3 separate regions of the Sus scrofa genome follow, and regions 1 and 3 are each linked to region 2. Evidence: chromatin contacts called from public HiChIP or PLAC-seq data. All regions are on one chromosome and are shown on one strand. Each heading gives the region's core, a stretch centred on a gene start, on an enhancer-like site or on the middle of the called end of the contact. The rest is flanking DNA. Distances are from core to core; before and after follow the strand shown. Region 1 overlaps LOC102166560 (a long non-coding RNA gene). Region 2 overlaps CYTIP (cytohesin-interacting protein). Region 3 overlaps ACVR1 (activin receptor type-1).

Region 1 (2,700 bases), core at 118-2,617, 380 kb before region 2:
CAATACTAAACCTACTCTAACAAATATTAAAGGGTCTTCTCTAAATAGAAAAGAAGTAAGAATCTATGGGAAATGGAGGAGCACAATAGGAAAGCCAAATAAATAAAAGGAGTGAGGCTTGACGGTACAGAGATTAAAAAATAAAAAAATTCTGTAAAAGTGAAAAACATAGATCTTTTACAATGCATCTGAACTTGAATGACTCAGTTTAAAGCAAATCCATATGGACATGAGTCAAAAGACTTGAAATCCATGGCAATCACAAATCAAAAACATAATAGATTCATGGAAACTCTAGCATACTACAAGGGAAAAATAATCAAATTGCACAAAGAAAAACAAGAAATGAATAAACTATGAAACAACTATAAAACAAGATTAAAATAACAATAGTTATCAATAATCACTTCAAATGTTAATGGACTAAATGCTACAATTAAAAGAGGAGCGGATTGGATAAAAGAAAACAAATCTTTATGTTGCCTACTAGAGACTCACATTAGGGTGAAAGACACAGATTGAAAGGGAGGGGATGGAAAAAGATACTTCATGCAAATGCATATGACAAGAAAGGGGGCAAGCAATACTTATATCAGACAAAATAGACTTAAAGGACATAAAGAAGGCAAAAAAGATATTTTAATAAAGGAATCAATACAAGAAAAGGATATTATATTTATTAACATACTCATCCAATATAGGAGTACCTAAATACATAAAATACTACCAGACATAAAGGTAAGAATTGACAAAAGTAATACTAGGAGACTTTAAAACCCTACTGATATCAATGGACAGATAATCTGGACAGAAAATCAAGAAGGCAAAGGAGGTCCTAAATGACAAATACACCAGTTAGATTTAATTTACATGTACAGTATACATAATCCAAGAAAAAACAGAATATACACTCTTCTCAAGCATGCATGGAATCTTCTCTAGGACAGACCACAAATTAGGTCACAAAGCATGCTTCAACAAATTTAAGAGGACAAAAAATTATTTCAAGTATCTTTTTTGACCACAATGGCATGAAACTAGAAATCAACCACAGAGAGAAAAATGGGAAAAGAACAAACACATAGAGACTAAACAACATGCTACTAAAAAACCAGCAGGTCAATGATGAAATCAGAACAAGTCAGAAAATACCTAGAGACAAATGAAAGTGAAAACAGAAACTTACAATATGTGGGGATGCTACAAAAGCAGATCTAAGAGGGATGTTCAGAGTGATATAAGCCATTCCTCATGAAATAATATATCTCAAAAAAAAAAAAAAAAAAAAAGGAACCTAGTCAGGAGTTCTCCTGTGACTCAGAAGGTTAAAGGTCCAGCATGCAAATGCTGCTGCTTGAGTCACTCCTGTGGCACAGTGATTCTTGGCCCTGAAACTTCCACATGCTGTGAGTACAGCCAAAAAGGGAAACAAAAGCAAAAACAACAAAAAAATAAACTTAACCTACCACCTAAAAGAATTAGAAAAAGAAGAAAAAACATAACCCAAAGTCAGCAGAAGGAAGAAAATAATAAAGATCAGAGAGGAAATAAGTGAAATAGAGATTAAAAAAAAAAGCAAGAGAGAAATGATCAACAAAGCCAAGTTCTGTTTCTTTAAAAGATTAAAAAAAACAAATCAACATGCTCACCAAGAAGAAAGAGGGCAAAAATGAGAAATGCAAGAGGAGAAATAACACCTAGTACCACAGAAATACAAAAATATGATAACATTATAAACAATTATACATCAACTAATTGGACCATCCAGAATAAATGAATATGTTTCTAGAAACATAGCCTGCCAAAACTAAGTCAAGATAATTGCACGGGAGTTCCCGTCGTAGCACAGTGGTTAACGAATCCGACTAGGAACCATGAGGTTGTGGGTTCGGTCCCTGCCCTTGCTCAGTGGGTTAACGATCCGGCATTGCCGTGAGCTGTGGTGTAGGTTGCAGACACGGCTCGGATCCCGCGTTGCTGTGGCTCTGGCGTAGGCCAGTGGCTACAGCTCCGATTAGACCCCTAGCCTGGGAACCTCCATATGCCATGGGAGTGGCCCAAAGAAATAGCAAAAAGACAAAAAAAAAAAAAAATTATCTGCACAGACTCTTCACTAGAAGTTAATGTAGTAATAATAATAATAAAAACTCCCTGCAAACAAAAGTCCTGGAATGGACAGCTTCAGTGGGAAATTCTACCAAATATACAAAGAGGAACTTACACCTATCCTTCTGAAACTATTCCAAAAACTGACCAAGAGGGAACACCCAAAAATTCATTCTAAGTGGCTATGATTACCCTGATATCAAAACCAAAGATACTACAAAAAAACTTACAGGCCACTATCTTTGATAAATATAGATACACAAACCCACAATGAAAAGTTAACAAAATCCAACAATACAGAGAAAAAGATCATACACCAAGACCAAGTTGGATTCATTCCAGGTTTTCGAGGATGGTTCCACATATATAAATCAATGTTTTACAGCACATTAACAACGTGAAAGACAAAAACTACATGATCATTTCAATAGCTGTGGAAAAAGCATTTGATAAAATTCTACATCCATTTATGATAAAAACTCTCACTAATATGAGTACAGAGGGAGCATATCTTAACATATTAAAAGCCATTCATGACAGATCCACAGCCAATATAATACTAAATGGTAAAAAGCTAAAAGCCCTTCCATTAAA
Region 2 (2,700 bases), core at 171-2,670:
GCAGCTGCCATGTAGCAGGCACTGAACCAGGCACAGTGAAGTAATGTGGTCCAGTATGTTTAGATCTCATCTGCTTTATCTTCTTCTAATAGTAAGAGGTTAGATTTGCCCAAATACACAGCTTTGATGTTAATAATAGGCAGAAACAGACTCTGAGGAAAATAGGGAAGCTCTTAGTCACTCTGACACATCTGCTCTTTACCCTGGTATTTTCTTAGTTTAAGTGACGACGTACTTAGATGACTGGGCCAAATCAACAGATTAGATATTTTAAAACTTTTATTTTCACAAAAACTATTTGGCAAGGCCTGACTTCATATTTCTGGAAAGTAAGTGCAGAAATACAACTTCTTCTTCTCTCTATATTTAGTTTTGACTGTCGATCTATCCTTATGCTCCCCAACTGGACTCTATTTTCTTAAAAGAGATAAACCTCTTCAGAAAAAAAAAAAAAGGGCTTGGTGTCTATGCCAGATCCTTGCTAGTTCTGCACTTCCTGGTTTCCTAACTCAGACCTTCATAAAACCACTGATTTACATAGGTAACAAGAGCTGTGAATAAGGTAGCCCAACAATCTGATACTCAGGTAGACTTATTATAATATAGAAAGAGTGAGATATTAATAGCCAGGTATTGCTTTGATTTATTGATTGCATATTATATTGACAAGCATCAGGATTGCTGCTGTTACTGTTATCAAGGCTTAGAAAATCTGACCGGGTGATTATTCAATCCCTGAACTGAGGAACCAGCCATTTCAGCCATTTTATGACATTATTTATTTATTTATTTTGCTTTTTAGGGCTACATCTGGGGCATATGGAGGTTCCCAGGCTAGGGGTCAAATTGGAGCTGTAGGCTAGCCTACACCACAGCCACAGCAACACAGGATCCAAGCTACGTCTATGACCTATACCACAGCTCACAACACTGCCTGATCCTTAACCCACTGAGTGAGGCCAGGGATCGAACATGCATCCTTACGGTACCTAGTCGTATTCCTTTCCACCACGCCACAACGGGAATTCCTAATGACAGTCTTTGTAATACTTTCTTTCCTTCATCTTCCTCTTCCAAATGTACTTTTTTTTTCTTTTTCATTTTAGCCTTCATCTGCCCCTACCAGTTTGCTTTGTACAAAGGACTGCTTGTCTCCAACGAGGCTGCCTTTCCTTTGGGATAAGTGTCCACAGGCAAATCTGAGCTCTGCCTGCCTGCCGGTTCACTGTGGGGACCTGAAATGGCAAAGGAAGGGGTAGAGTCTTGAACAAGGGGTGGGAGGGAGAAGGAGCCTTTGTGCCGGGTCAGCTGCCTTCTTCCTGGCTTGCTTTCGATTCCCATCGACGTGGCTGGTCTGTCTGTGTGCCAGGCCAGGCCTCACATGCTGTTGTGACCATTACAGCAGTTGCCCTCACATGACATTTGTGCCCTGGGCCTTATATTATAGTTGTATCCTGGGCCACTGCTCTCACACATGAGGCAGCTGAGGAAGGAAGCAGTTCAGAAGTCAGGGTGCTCACAACGTTCTAAGTTTAGCTCTCCAAGGAAGCCTTTTAGAGCTGGTCATTGTGTCTTCCCCTTTGGGTATAGAATGAATAGATACCAAGCACAATAGACTGTTTTGGTGCCCCAGACTTATAGAATGATGATGGTAGTTTGTTTCTTTGTTTTTTTCAATTGAAGTATAGTTGATTTACAAGGTTGTGTTAGTTTCTGGTACACAGCAAAGTGATTCAGTTATACATATACATGTAGATGCATAGAAAGGTAGGTGGATAGATATAGATTCTTTTTAAAATTCTTTTCCATTATAGGTTATATTTAATAAAATATAGTTCTTTGTGTTATACAGTAGGTCCTGGTTGTTTATTATTTTATATATAGTAGTTTGTATCTGCTAATCCCAAACTCCTCATTTATCCCCCCTGCCTTCCCCTTTGGTAACTGTAAGTTTGTTTTCTATGGCTGTGAGTCTTTTTCTGTTTTATAAATAAGTTCATTTGTACCATTTTTTAGATTCTGCACATAAGTGATGTCATATGGTATTTGTCTTTTTCTGTCTGATTGACTTAGTATGATAATCTTTAGGTCCGTCCATGTTGCTGCAAATGGCGTTATTTCATTCTTTTTTATGGCTGAGTAACATTTCATTGTGTATATATACCACATCTTCTTTATCCATTCAAAATGGTGATGGTATTTTTTGAACATTTACTGAGCTCTAGTCTCTGTTCCAACATTCTAACCATTTTATATCTGCTAATGCATTTAATCCTCATGACTGTCCTGGGGTTTAGATTCTTCTGTTCTCATCTTAGAGATGGGAGAAGCCTAGAGTGTGAGGCCTTAGCAAAACAGTTAGTAAATGGACACAAACCCAAGAACAAACCTGATGCTATAATATTTTTAAATAAAGAATATATAAATGTCATGGTCTTTTACTACCTGCTATTTCTATTAAAATGATGTAATTGCTTCAACTTGTTGGTGCTACTAGATTATTTCATGAGAAATTAGCATTTCAAATATTCCCCTTTATATATATATATAAATCCTTTAAATAAATGGGAGGGATTTGTTAATGCTAGAAAGAAATGAAAAAAAAAAATAATGACAAATCGCAACACCCAGAAATAAATTGCTATACTTGCTGGGGTTTCCTAATAATTAGTACTTTTTTTTTCTCCTTTCTCAGCAAAC
Region 3 (2,700 bases), core at 129-2,628, 420 kb before region 2:
GCAGTGAAGGAGGGCATTACCTCCCACCCTCCTGTCCTATGGCTGTTCCCATTCACAGAACAGCAGCCCTCAAAATCCATCCTCAGAGCTGACCCCAGAGTCCAAAGGGCACAATAATACTTCACCTTTAAAAATAGACACTGTTTCCGGTTGTTGAGATGTTCTTCGACAGGTTTTTGGAAATAGTGTAAATTCAATTATAGCATTTGTTGGCGTAGTGCTAAAGACTGATAAAAGCCATGCCTTTTCAGTAGCTTTTAGTTAGTGTTCATTCATACGGCCTTGAATAAAAATGTTTGTAATGAACTGTTTGGATAGTATGTTCTCATTTGTGGTTCAAAAACATGGGAAGCTGGATTGGATCAGTTGTTCCAGATGGTGATCAATGGACCTCCATATTTCAGGTGCCCTTTTGGGTCCATGACCAGGATTTCTGGGTAGCTCTGCTTCTGGTTTTAGGGACTTCTGCATAAGTCTGCATTTGCAGAAGGTACTTGACAACTTAAAAGCTTTTGAAAACCACTGCAGTAGGTTTCTGTTTTAATTCTATCTACTTAAGTTGACATCTATCTGTGTTCTTTAAAAAAAAAATAATTTAAGGCAATTTTATACTGATAGCCACAATGCTCTGAGAAATTTTTCTCTCCTTCCTAATGAGAATATTAGGACAAAGAGCAAATAAAGATACAGAATGGAACCCAAGGCAGGGAAAAAAAAAATAACATACAATTTTATAGTGGCCAATTTTATAGATGTTAGCAGTAGCCTTTATCTTAAACTAGAAATGCTGGGCAGTTGCTGTGACTTTATTAAAATTAATCCTGCCCTAATACTATTTCTGTGGCTTGACCGTGGCCTGCAAAGACCACTACAAGCCTCATTTCACAAACTTTTGGATCAGTCATTGGAATTTAATAGGGACATTGTTTATCATAAGGGAATCTAGATTGAGCAGTTCTGATTATGTTTCAGGACATAATGACCTGGACAGACATGCTTTCTCTCCCCATGTTTGGGTTCTCAGTGGCTGAGTTTTTCAGCAAAGAGCTGTATTCCTGGATATGCAGGTGGTGCCACAGCTGCTTATTACAAGCCGGGATTCTCAGCAGCAGCCACTTGCCTTGGGAGAAAGCCCCACTGCCCTGCAAGTCACATCTGCTGCGTCGTCTTCTAGGAGCCGTGCCTGTCTTTACCCCTGATTATACCCCATGTTGATCCCCATAGTCTCGTGGTAATTACCTCCTTCTCCCAACCTCCCAATCACCCCTGCCTGTAATTAAGGAGAAGAATGGAAGCTGGAGTGTGTAGCTGACAAGCTGACAGTTGTACTGTGGCTGCAGGAGGGGCACACACTTCGAGGATCAGATCACAACTAGTCACTGTGCTTTGAAAATGTTTTCTCTGAGTGGCCTTTTCAGTGTTGCCCACTTGTGGCATCACAGGGACTGTCTCAACAAGCAAACCCCATGACCAATGTCAGAAATCCAGACTGTTCTGGGATGACGTGTTTAAGATTTTGCAAATCCTCTTTTGAAATATATCCCCAAGAAATCCTTTATGGATGGCAGTGGCTGCCGGTTGATCTCCCACACAGCATTGGTGTATGTGTGATTTTTTTGTTTTAATCCTTTAGAACACAGATCTCAAAGTTAACAGTTTCCTTCATGAAAAATATAAATGCATGTGTAAATTCGCAAACTTTGACTTTGAGAATGCCCATGTTGATCCTTTAAGAAGGGAAGGAATCAAGTAAGCTATTTACTATAGCCACATATATGCTTTTTGGCTTTCATCAACATTCAAGTCAATAATTTGTACCATTTTCTAAGTTTTACTAACTTCCATGCACTTTTGTAGACCACGTGTGTTTTGTACCTTTTAATAGAGGAATATAAATGTAAACTTGGTAATTAGCAGCTAATTGTACAAATGCAGGTTCTGAGAGCGTTTAATTTGACATCACGATGGGGTGGCAGCTTCCACCTTTTTTTTGGACATCTTTATAGGCAAAAGGTTGTGGTGTTTATTGCCCCACGTTGTTTTTCCAGGGCAGGGGTTAAGGGTTGCAGGGACGAAGTTTGTTGGCTACCTGTCTTGTCCTCCTGTGCAGTGTCACCTCTGTGTTGCTTTCCACAGGGAAGGGCAGGTATGGTGAGGTGTGGAGGGGCAGTTGGCAAGGGGAGAATGTGGCTGTGAAGATCTTCTCCTCCCGGGATGAGAAGTCATGGTTCAGGGAAACAGAGCTGTACAACACTGTGATGCTGAGGCATGAAAACATTTTGGGTAAGTGTAAAAATAATCCCCTCATTAATTTTTTTTTTTCTAGAAAGAAATAATTGCCTGTCTCTGCCCTCTGATTTGATGTATGTGAATTTGCAAGTCTCTCCTGAACAGTGACATAGGGACCATCTACGTTTATATGCGGTGTAATTTTCTTCTCACAGGAATTTCTTGTTTAAATCTGCAAAGAAGCTAAGTTTGAAGATTTCTTTGGATGGTGAAAGGGAAATTGTTATTGCTAAGTTTTATTCTGCAGGTTGTTATTTAAATAACAAAAATTTGCCCCATATTGTTCACTTCAAGGCTTCCTCCGTCGTTCTGCTTACCCCACCCTTTTTGAATATTTATTACTTGAATCAAACCAAGAAAGATCTTTGGACGATTTCCTAGAGATTCATAGCTCCCAGGGACATCATAATT

What was found. HiChIP or PLAC-seq counts read pairs in DNA pulled down with a chosen protein or histone mark.
Region 1: an H3K27ac HiChIP or PLAC-seq map of alveolar macrophages shows a contact between it and region 2. The contact joins two enhancer-like sites. A contact is called at or near these places in 2 of 2 datasets of contacts at active chromatin or transcription factors (alveolar macrophages and skeletal muscle).
Region 3: a contact with region 2 is called in an H3K27ac HiChIP or PLAC-seq map of alveolar macrophages. The contact joins two enhancer-like sites. A contact is called at or near these places in 2 of 2 datasets of contacts at active chromatin or transcription factors (alveolar macrophages and skeletal muscle).

Annotation. Positions count from the first base shown.
Region 1 is chr15:64,743,083-64,745,782 of Sscrofa11.1, reverse strand. All of the region lies in intron 1 of LOC102166560 (a long non-coding RNA gene), which reads right to left. Among named protein-coding and RNA genes, the nearest start is that of ACVR1, 150 kb to the left of the region's middle. Within about 2 kb of position 1,367, at least 4 of the 83 cell types and tissues checked have an H3K27ac peak or open chromatin away from gene starts, as enhancers often do. A contact at or near this core is called in alveolar macrophages, where this site is marked.
Region 2 is chr15:64,359,326-64,362,025 of Sscrofa11.1, reverse strand. It overlaps CYTIP (cytohesin-interacting protein), which reads left to right. Exons shown (of 9, transcript XM_021074749.1): 8 at 2,696-2,700. Among named protein-coding and RNA genes, the nearest start is that of CYTIP, 61 kb to the left of the region's middle. Within about 2 kb of position 1,420, at least 26 of the 83 cell types and tissues checked have an H3K27ac peak or open chromatin away from gene starts, as enhancers often do. A contact at or near this core is called in alveolar macrophages, where this site is marked.
Region 3 is chr15:64,783,174-64,785,873 of Sscrofa11.1, reverse strand. It overlaps ACVR1 (activin receptor type-1), which reads left to right. Exons shown (of 11, transcript XM_001927798.7): 7 at 2,137-2,283. Among named protein-coding and RNA genes, the nearest start is that of ACVR1, 110 kb to the left of the region's middle. Within about 2 kb of position 1,378, at least 2 of the 83 cell types and tissues checked have an H3K27ac peak or open chromatin away from gene starts, as enhancers often do. A contact at or near this core is called in alveolar macrophages, where this site is marked.